2 separate regions of the Rattus norvegicus genome follow, and region 1 is linked to region 2. A link is a contact called in public Hi-C data. All regions are on one chromosome and are shown on one strand. The core of a region is the stretch at or near the end of the contact, and the rest is flanking DNA. Distances in the headings are between cores, read along the strand shown.

Region 1 (4,849 bases), core at 1,426-3,925, 320 kb after region 2:
CTGGGGTATGGACTGAGGCTCTTGAGTCAGAGCCTCATGCTTGTGTGGCAGCCCCCTCCCCCTTGAGAGAGAGTTCTGCTGTGGGTCCCAGACTGGCCTTGAGGTTGGGTCCTCCCTCATTTTGCAGGGCTGCCACACCTGGCTTAGGACTTGCTTAATGCAGGTGAGTGGGCCCATGAGCATTTATAGATCTAAACTGCTACTCAAAGAAAGAGGCCAAAATGGCTTTGGGGAATCTTTAAGCTGGGAAAACTCCTCTGAATCTGCTTCTAGGCTTAGGCTTTAAGTAACTGGCAGCTTCCATTTCCTCTCTCTTGGGATGCTCTGCTCTTGGCACACAGCCACCATGCTGTAAGGAAGCCCAAGCCACCCCGTGGTGCAGCCCACATGGAGGAGAAGCACAGCCAGCTTGGCCTTGCCAGCTCTGGGTGTGCACCATCCTGAAAGTGGATCTCAGCGGAGCTACCGTGACCCACACAACACACAGCATGGTCAGGCCCCACACTAGATTTTTGAGCCAAATAAATGACCACTAACCCCAGGGTAGCTTAGCTTAGTAATAAGTAACAAGGTAACTCAGACATAGCAGACTGCACAAATCTTAAATGTTCTTTTTATATGTTTATAAAACCATGTAATTGCTAACTAGGTTGCATAGAGAAGGTCTGCATCTCTCTAAGACAGTTCTCTAGATAAATAGTACCTGAACTCTGAGTCTACTGCCTAACATTTATTATTATTTTTTTTTCAGAGATGTTTCCAAACTTAACTGAATGAAAAATACTCTCTTCAGCATCCTTGGATGAAGTCAGCACTGGCTCTGGTGTGTAGGCCAGGAGAGTGGAAGGTCGGTGGAAGACAAGCAGACTTCAATCTGTAAGCACTGGGAAGTAGGCTGGCAGGAAAAAACTGATCTGCTCTTAAATCTGTCAGCAAAGTCGCCTTGTAAAAACCAAGCGCAAGAGCCAAGCACAAGAGCGTGGGGTGCTCTCTTAGTACCTGTGATCTACCTGTGGTCAGTAGCACCCCGAGGCCTAACTTGTCCCCATCCCAAACAACAGAGGCCGGTAGAGGCTTCGGGGGTGGGGTGGGGTGAATCTTGAAACTGGGTGGAGAGAGGACCCCTCCCTCTCTTCCCAATCTGGTTCACCAATTGCTTTATTCCAAACTGTGCGCTGATTTCCATTAATCACACTTGGCCCTAATTACCCTGGAGCAACCATTCTTCCCCTGGCCTGGAGCTGGAATTTTAAGGGGCGACTGACAAAGCAGGTCCGGGGGTCCGAACAATAGTGGTAGCTTCAGGAAAAGGCTGGTGAGGTGTCATCCATCCCCAGTCCTTTCCTTCTAGACTGTGGAAGTTCCAGGCCTGCTGGTGATCTCCCCAGGTAGGAACCCGAGTTCCTCCACTAAATAGATTTTCCTTTTGTTGTCACATTAATTTGCAACTCATTAATAGTGACAGAAGTGAGGTACTGCAACGATGTCATTTGCATATTCATGAGTGACTTATTATTAAACAAATAAGATTTTCCTATCTTCGCAGCACCCAAAGTAAGGCTGAACAGTACATTACACCGGCCCCGTGCTTTATTCTCTCTTTAATATGTTAATAGATGCAGTTGATTTCTTTAAGTAAATACGCATCTATAAAACAACACGTACTTTATAAAAAAGAAATTTAAATAATAATCCATTAGCAAAGTTGGCAACAATTTAAGAGGAACAACCCATTAATACTAACGCGTGGGAATCAATTTTTAACTCGGGTGGTGGGTTGGGACGATTGAGGGGGAGGACCTGCAAGTGTTGTGTGAGCTTCAAAAAAAAAAAACAAAAAACATTTTAGTGAGTTTCAGGAGACAAGGACTGAGATCCTTTACATCTTTCGGGCGCCGGCTCCCGGTAGGTGGAAAGCTGTCCGAGTCTTCACCTCCACATCTGCGTTTTCCCTGCGTCCTCTGAGATCCGAGCAGTGGGCTGACATCTAGCACGTGGCTTTTCACCGGGCCCCTAGGCTGCCCTAGCAGCACAGGGTTAAGCGGGGTGGGGGTGGGGCAAGGCCTGGCGTCCAGGAGCTTCTCCCACCCTGGCCGAGGCTGGGGCTCTCCCCCTCCTGTCCTCCATCCCCGGGCACCGGCTTCATCACAGCCGATTCTTTCCAGCTGGGGTCAGGGTGGCCTCCCCCCGCGGTGTCGCGGAGCTCAGGGCCAACCGCGCACTCTTATCTCGGCCGAGTCAGACACTCGCCGCGCGGAATCTGTTGACATTTACTATTGTTCGCAGGAGTCCCGAGCGCCGGGCGGGAGCGGGAGGGGCGAGGCGAGGGAGGGCGGCAAGTGTGAGGCCAGCGCTCCACGTGTGTGTGCGCGCGCGCGTGCTCGCCGAGGAGGTGGGGAGGGCCGTCTTCTTGGAAAATAAAAGTGGCCGGCGGGCCCGGAAGCTTCCAAGCCGGCTGAGCAGCCCACGCCGGGAATTGAAGTGGTGGCGCGCGGGGGTGGGGTGGGGGGAGGTGGGTGCAGGAAGGAAGACCGGGCAGCGGGCCGTGGGCACCGCGGGGGAGGGGTGGGGACGGCTCCAGCCGCACGGCCCCCAGTGACCCACAGGACACAAGTGCATTTGTGCCTAGCCGTGGTAGGGATTAAAGTGCCATACGGCCCGAGCGAGGGGGGTGAGGCGGGTAGAAAACAACCCGCGCGCACAAAGCGCGCATTGTTCCAGCCACCTCCATTATGCCGCGCTGCAGCCAAGAGCCTGTTTCGCAACTGCCGTCCCGGCGATCGGGCGCGCGCGCGCGTACACACACACACACACACACACACACACACACACACACACACACACACACACACACACACACACACACACACACACACACACACACACAATCTACCTCCCTGGCCAAGGCACTGAGTGCGTGACTGGAAAGGGCTGCCGGGGCAGGGCTGTGAGTAATGGGGACTCGCGGGTATCTTGAAGAGCTCGGTTGAGCTCTTTAAGGGTTTTCGTCCTCGTCTTCTCGGCACTTTTCGTTTTTCTGGCTCCTGCCCCGAGCGCACCCCGGAGCGAGGAACTTCCCCTGGGGAGGAGGCGACGGCGGGGGTGTGAAGTGGAGAGGGCGCGCTCTCAACCGCTGTCACCCGCGGATCGCAGCCCCAGGCGCACAGCGCTTGCTTGCTCTGCTGAAGACACGTGCGCAGAAGGAACGGGGACAGCATCCTTGCTTTCCAAGGAGAGGCTCCCGGAGCACCCACTCCAAGGCTTCCTGGCACTCGGGGACTTCCCCGTGTCGGGAGCGGAAGCTGTGGAATCCCGCACAGCGCTGCTTGGCCTGCTGGTGCGTGCCTGCCAAGTGGGCCAGCTCAGTCTTCTTTACACTAACCACGCAGGGCCCAGGCCCTGGCCTCCACCCGCTGTGGCATTAAGCTCCCCGTTTAGGCACACTGAGAGGGAATTTAAGCCTTGGCAGCATCAGAAGGTTCCGTCTTTAGGTGCAGAGTAGGGGGAGGATTAGAAGCCACCCCACTTTCCAGAACCCTTGCTGAGCCCTCTTGTAGGCAGGTGGGGACCGAAGGCGCTCAGGCTCCGCAAGCTAGCGAAGTCTGGTTTCCTTTACGTTTTACAAGCTATAAATAAACTTCCCCTTGGGCGGATGAGCGCTGCGTCCAAGGGCGGCTTCTCGCCGAATCCGGCGGGCGGTTTACGATCTGGGCCAGGAGCTGGTCTTAACGCGGCCTGAGCCCAGGGTGGGGCGATGGCTCAGGGAAAGCTCAGAGGTCGTCCAGGAGTGGTCGAATGACCCTCCTCTTCCCCGCCGGGCTGAGGCGCCTCAGCTTTGAGGCCTGGGGGTGGAGCTGGTTGATTTATGAGCCGTCACCCCACCCCGCCCCTCCCGTTTCACTTGTTTTCCTCATCTTCTCTAGCTCTAGCCATGTTCCCAAAGCCTCACCCCGCAACCATGCCCAGTGAGGATTTGGCAACATCGGGCGGCTAGAGCACTGGCCGGGGGCCCCGGGCGAGCAACGGGGTGCAAAGGGTACGAGTGAAGCCTTTGGTGTTTTTTCACCCCCCTGTACCTTAGGCAGCCTAGCAGGACAAAGCTGGGTGGCCAAAGCCTGAGAGGCTGAGATGAAGGGCTGGCCTCTAGGGGTGGGGCAATCCCAAGCCTTTGGGGTAGATTCCTGACTTTCTCAAGGTCATCGGGCTGGGGGACTAGGACCATTGGCTCATACCAGAGCAGTAGCCAGGGCACCAGTTAACACCTTGCCAAAGGTCTTCATATCACCTCATCTTTAAGGCTGTTACGTTTCCTAAGGAGGTAGAGACGCAGCAGCCATAAAAGACAGGGCAAGGAAGCCACCCTGGGTCCCAAGACTGCTTTTCGTCGAGCGAGTGCAGGTTTGCTCTGCTCTGATGCTCGCACTGTCTAAGTAGGAGGCCTGGCCTTCAACACACAGGTAGACGGTGTGTGGATGTGGGCCTAGGCCGGAAGTGGAGTGGAGGTGACTCAGGTAGTTGGCTACCTTCTTTCCATCTGAGATTTAGGAGAGGTGAGTTGGGCAAACACAAGTGAAGGTCCTCTTTAGCCTGGGACAGCATTGCCCCTTTGCCCTCTGTAGCTGGTGGCAGAGGGATTCCTGGTGGCATTAATCTCAGGGCTGGATCCTAACCTTGATCTCCGGGGACACCTTCCTCCTCCTCCTCCCCATTCTCAAGGTCCAAAGTCACAGGGTACTGGCGCCCCACCACCACCACATACATGGATTTGGGGAAAGTCAGGGGTCTAAAGAAGGGGACCTTTGGCAAGGTCTCCATTGTTTGGGGGTGGGGGCTGGGAAGCTGACTCACT
Region 2 (4,868 bases), core at 200-2,699:
AACTCCACAGGGTTGATGCGGACCTCGGTGGCCGAGGGAAGCCACTCGTGCCCACGCCCTGCACATGCGAGCTGAGGAGATTGTAGGTGAGCAGTTTCATGTTGTCACACCGGAGCTCGGGACCTTATTTATTTAATTAATGTATGTGAGTACACTGTAGCTGTCCTCAGACACACCAGAAGAGGGCGACAGATCCCATTACAGATGGTTGTGAGCCACCATGTGGTTGCTGGGATTTGAACTCAGGACCTCTGGAAGAGCAGTCAGTGCTCTTAACCACTGAGCCACCTCTCCGGCCCGAAAATGTGTATTTCTAATGAGTTCCTTGGTGAAACAGATGGTCTGGAGACCTCACAGAGGAATGGTAGAGAGGATTCTTGGCTTCACCAAACTGGAGTCAGCCTCCTGAACCTTCTCCTCAGCCTATCTCTGTACTTGTTTATAAAATGGACTGAGAAACACCCCACCCTTTGGTCTGGAAGTGTAAGATAACCACAAAGCAGTGCCTAGGACACACAGGTCCCAGGCTCTATCCCTAACACGGGGGGCGGGGGGGTTTCCAACCTCGGTATCTTACATTCCTCAGTATCAGAAGGTACTCTCATTTTTTACCATTTCTCCAATGCTGTCTGATTACTCTGGACCATCATTAGCAAGAATCCTTTTAACTTTGTGTATCCAGATTCCCCCTTATGCCTGAAACCACCTCCTAGTTCTTTTCCGACCTCACTTCCTGCCGGTAAAGCCTACTTCCCCGTGGATCATTCAGACTTGAACCTAATTTGTCTCCACACTCTAAGACACCCCTGTACCCCATTGCCGAGGTCCCTGTAGGTACAGTAAGAGTTCTGAACACAAGCTTGGCCTAGTGAACTTTAATAGGGATCACTTTTTTTTTCTTTTCTCTTTTTCTTTTCTTTTTTTTTTTTTTGCCCTTTAACTCCACCTAACTCACATGATCTTCATGGCAGGCCTCTGAGGTCATCATCCAGGCCTGGGTTACAGAAAGTGAGGCACAGGGCAGTTAATTGTTGGCCTGAAGTAACCTAGCTAGTGATGACTGTTGAGGGTGGAGTTAGCTCCAGGGCCCCAATTCTCTGCCAGGTGCAGTTCAGTTTAAGAATGAGAGTTTGTTCTAAGAACTACCTGGAGCTCTTTCTTCTGCCAGAGCCTTTCTCCCAGCGAGCGATATCATCAAAACTATGCAGGGGAAGGCACCAGAAAGTCTTGCATTCCTGTTCCTGTTCCTCTAGGACATGTCCCCCAGCTGCTCAGGGCCTGCTGGTTTTCCTTAAAGAGTCACCTCCAAGCCTTTCCCTTAAGCATTGACATTCCTTCCTGGACCTTCAAAAGAGCTGTCATCTTTGTTTCTCACAGCACACAGTCCCTCCCAGGGTCACCTGCCTTTAACACCAGGTCCTGACAAAGTGATAAGACCTCTGAGATGACGAAGCATTAATGCCAGAGCCCCGATGATTCATCCATCCACTCCTACGGCCTTTCTGCTAAGATCTATGAAACATTTTTGAGGTTGGAGATTGAACTGCAGACAGTCTTTGTGCATAATTTTAAAAATAATATTACAAGCTATATGCACTCGGCAGAAATAGTACTTTAGATGTCTAACTAGGGGGCTTAGGGTTTTTCTTAGGACAAAGTCTCATTATATAGCCTAGGTTGGCCTCAAACTCTTGACAATTTCCTGCCATGGGAGTACTAGTTTATAGGCATATATGGCTACAGTGAGCTTCAATTGTTGAATTTGGACTTTCTGCCTTAAGAAAGTCCATAAGATCATCCATGGTTTCTCATAGACTAGGCTTTTTGTACAAGGATTTTGCCCAGCTCTAGGCTAATGTGTTAGGACAGGGTGGGCTGAGCTAGAATAGGCCGTAGGTAAGATGGTTTGTCAGTGTTATTTTTGTTGTTATGAGACAAGATCTGGTGTATCGCAGGCTTGCCTCGGACTCTTAAACTAACTGTGTAAGTGTACTAGTTAGATTTTGTCAACAAGGCACAAGCTAGAATCATCTGAAAAGATGAAACCACAACTGAAAAGAGACCTCCATGAAGATTGGCTGGTAACCAGTCTGTGGGGTCATTTTCTTAATTGGTGATTGATGTGAGAGAGCCCGATCCACTATTGGCAATGCCACCTAGACACCTGGACAGATGATCCTTGGTTATATATGACGGGAGCTGAGTAAACTGTGGGGAACAAGACAGTAGGCAGTGTTTCTACATGAGTTCAGCTTTGGTCCATACTTCCGGGTTCCTGCACTGACTTCCCTTCATTACAGATGATCAACTGGACAATTAAATGAACTCCTTTCTCCACAGGTTGCTTTTGATCATTGTGTCTATCACAGCAACAGAAAACCAACTAGAGCAGTAGCCAGCCTCGAACTTCTGATCCTCCAGCTCCTACCTCCCAATTGTTGAGATTAAAACATGACTCCATGCCTCATTTATACAGTGCTGGGACTCAAACTCAGGACTTTGATCATGTTAGTCAAGCAACTGAACTTTTTTAAAAAAAGATTTATTTTATGTGCATTGGTGTTTTGCCTCCATGTGTCTTTGAAGGTGCCAGATCCCCTGGAATTGTAGCTACAGGCAGTTAGAGTTGCTGTGGGGATGCTGGGAATTGAACCTAGATCCTCTGAAGAAGAGCAGCCAGTCCTCTTAACTGCTGAGCCATCTCACCAGCCCCTGCACTAAACTTTTAACTTGGACTATTTTCAATTTAGGTTGGCGTTACCTCAATGTAGCTCCATTATAAACTCAGGAATACCTGTGCAAGGAAATCATGGCTGCTTACCTCAAGGTAGCTTACCTAGAGGACTAGGAAACCAGGGAACACAAGCCCCAAATGACAGAGATCCCACCTGACTTCCTTCCTGTTACCTAGAGCAGAACCTAGAGCCTGGTAGCTGCTCAATAAGGATCTGCTGGATGGATGAATGAATGACTAAATGAATGAGTGGGTTGAAAGGGCAACCACCTAAGGAGAACCACCTTGTTCTCTCTTCCCAACAGAGCCTGGAACACTGTAGCCTGATGTGAATGATATGTCTATTTGGGGTTATAATTCAATCAACTATGATCATTCAACTACTAGACCCCATTTAAGAAGCACCCTTCAGTCTCTTCCGACCAGGGAGCCAGCCTCCGAGAAGGCTCCTTGGAAGTGTTCGTGGTCCCTCAGGAGGCAGTGTAAAAACACTGTACATGAAATGAACAGTGAAGTTGAAGAGAGGGAGGAGGAGGAAAAAGAGGAAGAGTAGGAGCAAGAGGAAAGTAGGGAGAGAGAGAAGGGAGAAAGAGGATTGGGGAAGAAGAGAAACAAGAAGAAAGAGGAGAGTTCATCCATTGTCTCCCCCAGAGCTTTCCTGGGTGTGGCTCTGTAAGTCCCTTAAGAGGAAATGCCTGAGTCCCACACCTGGCCTCGAGTTACCCCAGCTGTGGGGCAGGGGAGCTTGGGATACAGAAGTGGAGGCCTGGAAGGCCAGGGCAACCTCTTAATCACAAGGAAGCAAAAATCCACTGCTGAGTTGCTTGCCTCTGGGTAGGGAATGGGGCTGGTTTCTCTCTACGTGATTCAGGGCAGGAATTGGGATCAAGGGTTAGGTTCTGGTGTTAGGAAAGCAGACTTTCAGATCTTCCCCATCTCCACATAGTTCGTGGGCTTTTTTTTTTTTTTAATGGATGAATGAGTCATCCTTTCTATCTTGGTAAATTGCAGGGTCCTTGCAGCTCTGGCTTCTAACTCTGATGACCCCCCCTTGATCTCTGATGGAGGAAGGAATGAGGTAGAAGGCTTGGATTCTGGGTGGTGTCTTGGTTCCTAGCCTGGGGCCTCTCCTCTTGAGCCCTGCTGGAGGAGGACAAAGGGACAGGACTGTCTCTTAATTGCTGCTCATGGTATCTGGGACACAGGGAACTTTGTCAAGAAGGTGCTAGGTTTACCTATGGGTACAAAGCTGCCGCCCCATTTTTCTGCCCCCCCTTCCTCCCCTGATCTCAAGTCCACTCACTTCCCAGGTGAGCTCCTGGAGCTCATAGGAGACTCTGGCAGGTCTTGCTATCTCTGGCTTCCCAGAGAGCCACTCCCATTTCAGTGTTTGTCCTTTCCCGTAACCCCTCCTCACACAACTTAAACACAAGGAATTGTCCCCATTATCCCTAGGCAGACATCTTCAGCTCCTTAGCTCTCTGTATGCTTTAGGGAAAATCCATCAGCCCTAGTTACCAAGAGGTCGCCACCTACTCCAGCCCACACTCGCTCCCTACACACTGCTGGGCTCCACTCTAACTTAACAGTCATGGCCTTCATTTCAACTAAATGTGTCTCAGCCATTAGCCTATACCTTGCCAGTTATTGCCCTGGTGACAGTCTCCTAGGTGACAACTTCTCACTTCCTCCACACTCTGACACTTCCTTGTCCTCCGCCCTTTCTTCCCTTGCAGATGATGGCCTTGCTTCCTGGCTCATTCAACAAACTGAAGCCACCCCCTGCCTCCACCACCACACACTCTCCAGCCTGCCTTCCCACTTTCCACTGAGAATGAACTGTCACATCCCAGTCAACAGCGTCTCCACTCATCCATCCGTGCACAACTGGCTCCCGCAGTCCTTTCCTCTCCCCTTCATAACCAATTATTCCCTCAGCTCGGCTACACTCTGCTGCAAATGAACCTCTCATTTTTTTTCCCATCTCAAAAATGATAGCCTGTGTGTCGGCGCACACACCTCTGATTCCCAGCTTTTAGAAGGCAGACGTAGGAAGAGGAGGAGTTCAAGGGCATCCTTACCTACATAGCAAGCCTGAGGTACGGAGACCCTATGGAGTGCAATTGGAACCTAA

Evidence for each region. Hi-C and Micro-C count contacts between places; a contact is called where the count stands out from the background.
Region 1: a Hi-C map of the A7r5 cell line shows a contact between it and region 2, with 2.9 times the contacts expected there. The contact joins two enhancer-like sites. A contact is called at or near these places in 2 of 12 Hi-C or Micro-C datasets (the A7r5 cell line and mammary epithelial cells).

The regions. Positions count from the first base shown.
Region 1 is chrX:13,435,581-13,440,429 of GRCr8, forward strand. No RefSeq gene overlaps it. Among named protein-coding and RNA genes, the nearest start is that of Rpl37al2, 24 kb to the right of the region's middle. Within about 2 kb of position 2,676, at least 46 of the 93 cell types and tissues checked have an H3K27ac peak or open chromatin away from gene starts, as enhancers often do. A contact at or near this core is called in the A7r5 cell line, where this site is marked.
Region 2 is chrX:13,115,807-13,120,674 of GRCr8, forward strand. All of the region lies in intron 1 of LOC134484123 (a long non-coding RNA gene), which reads right to left. It also overlaps the pseudogene Trmt112-ps3. Among named protein-coding and RNA genes, the nearest start is that of Atp6ap2, 230 kb to the left of the region's middle. Within about 2 kb of position 1,450, at least 5 of the 93 cell types and tissues checked have an H3K27ac peak or open chromatin away from gene starts, as enhancers often do. A contact at or near this core is called in the A7r5 cell line, where this site is marked.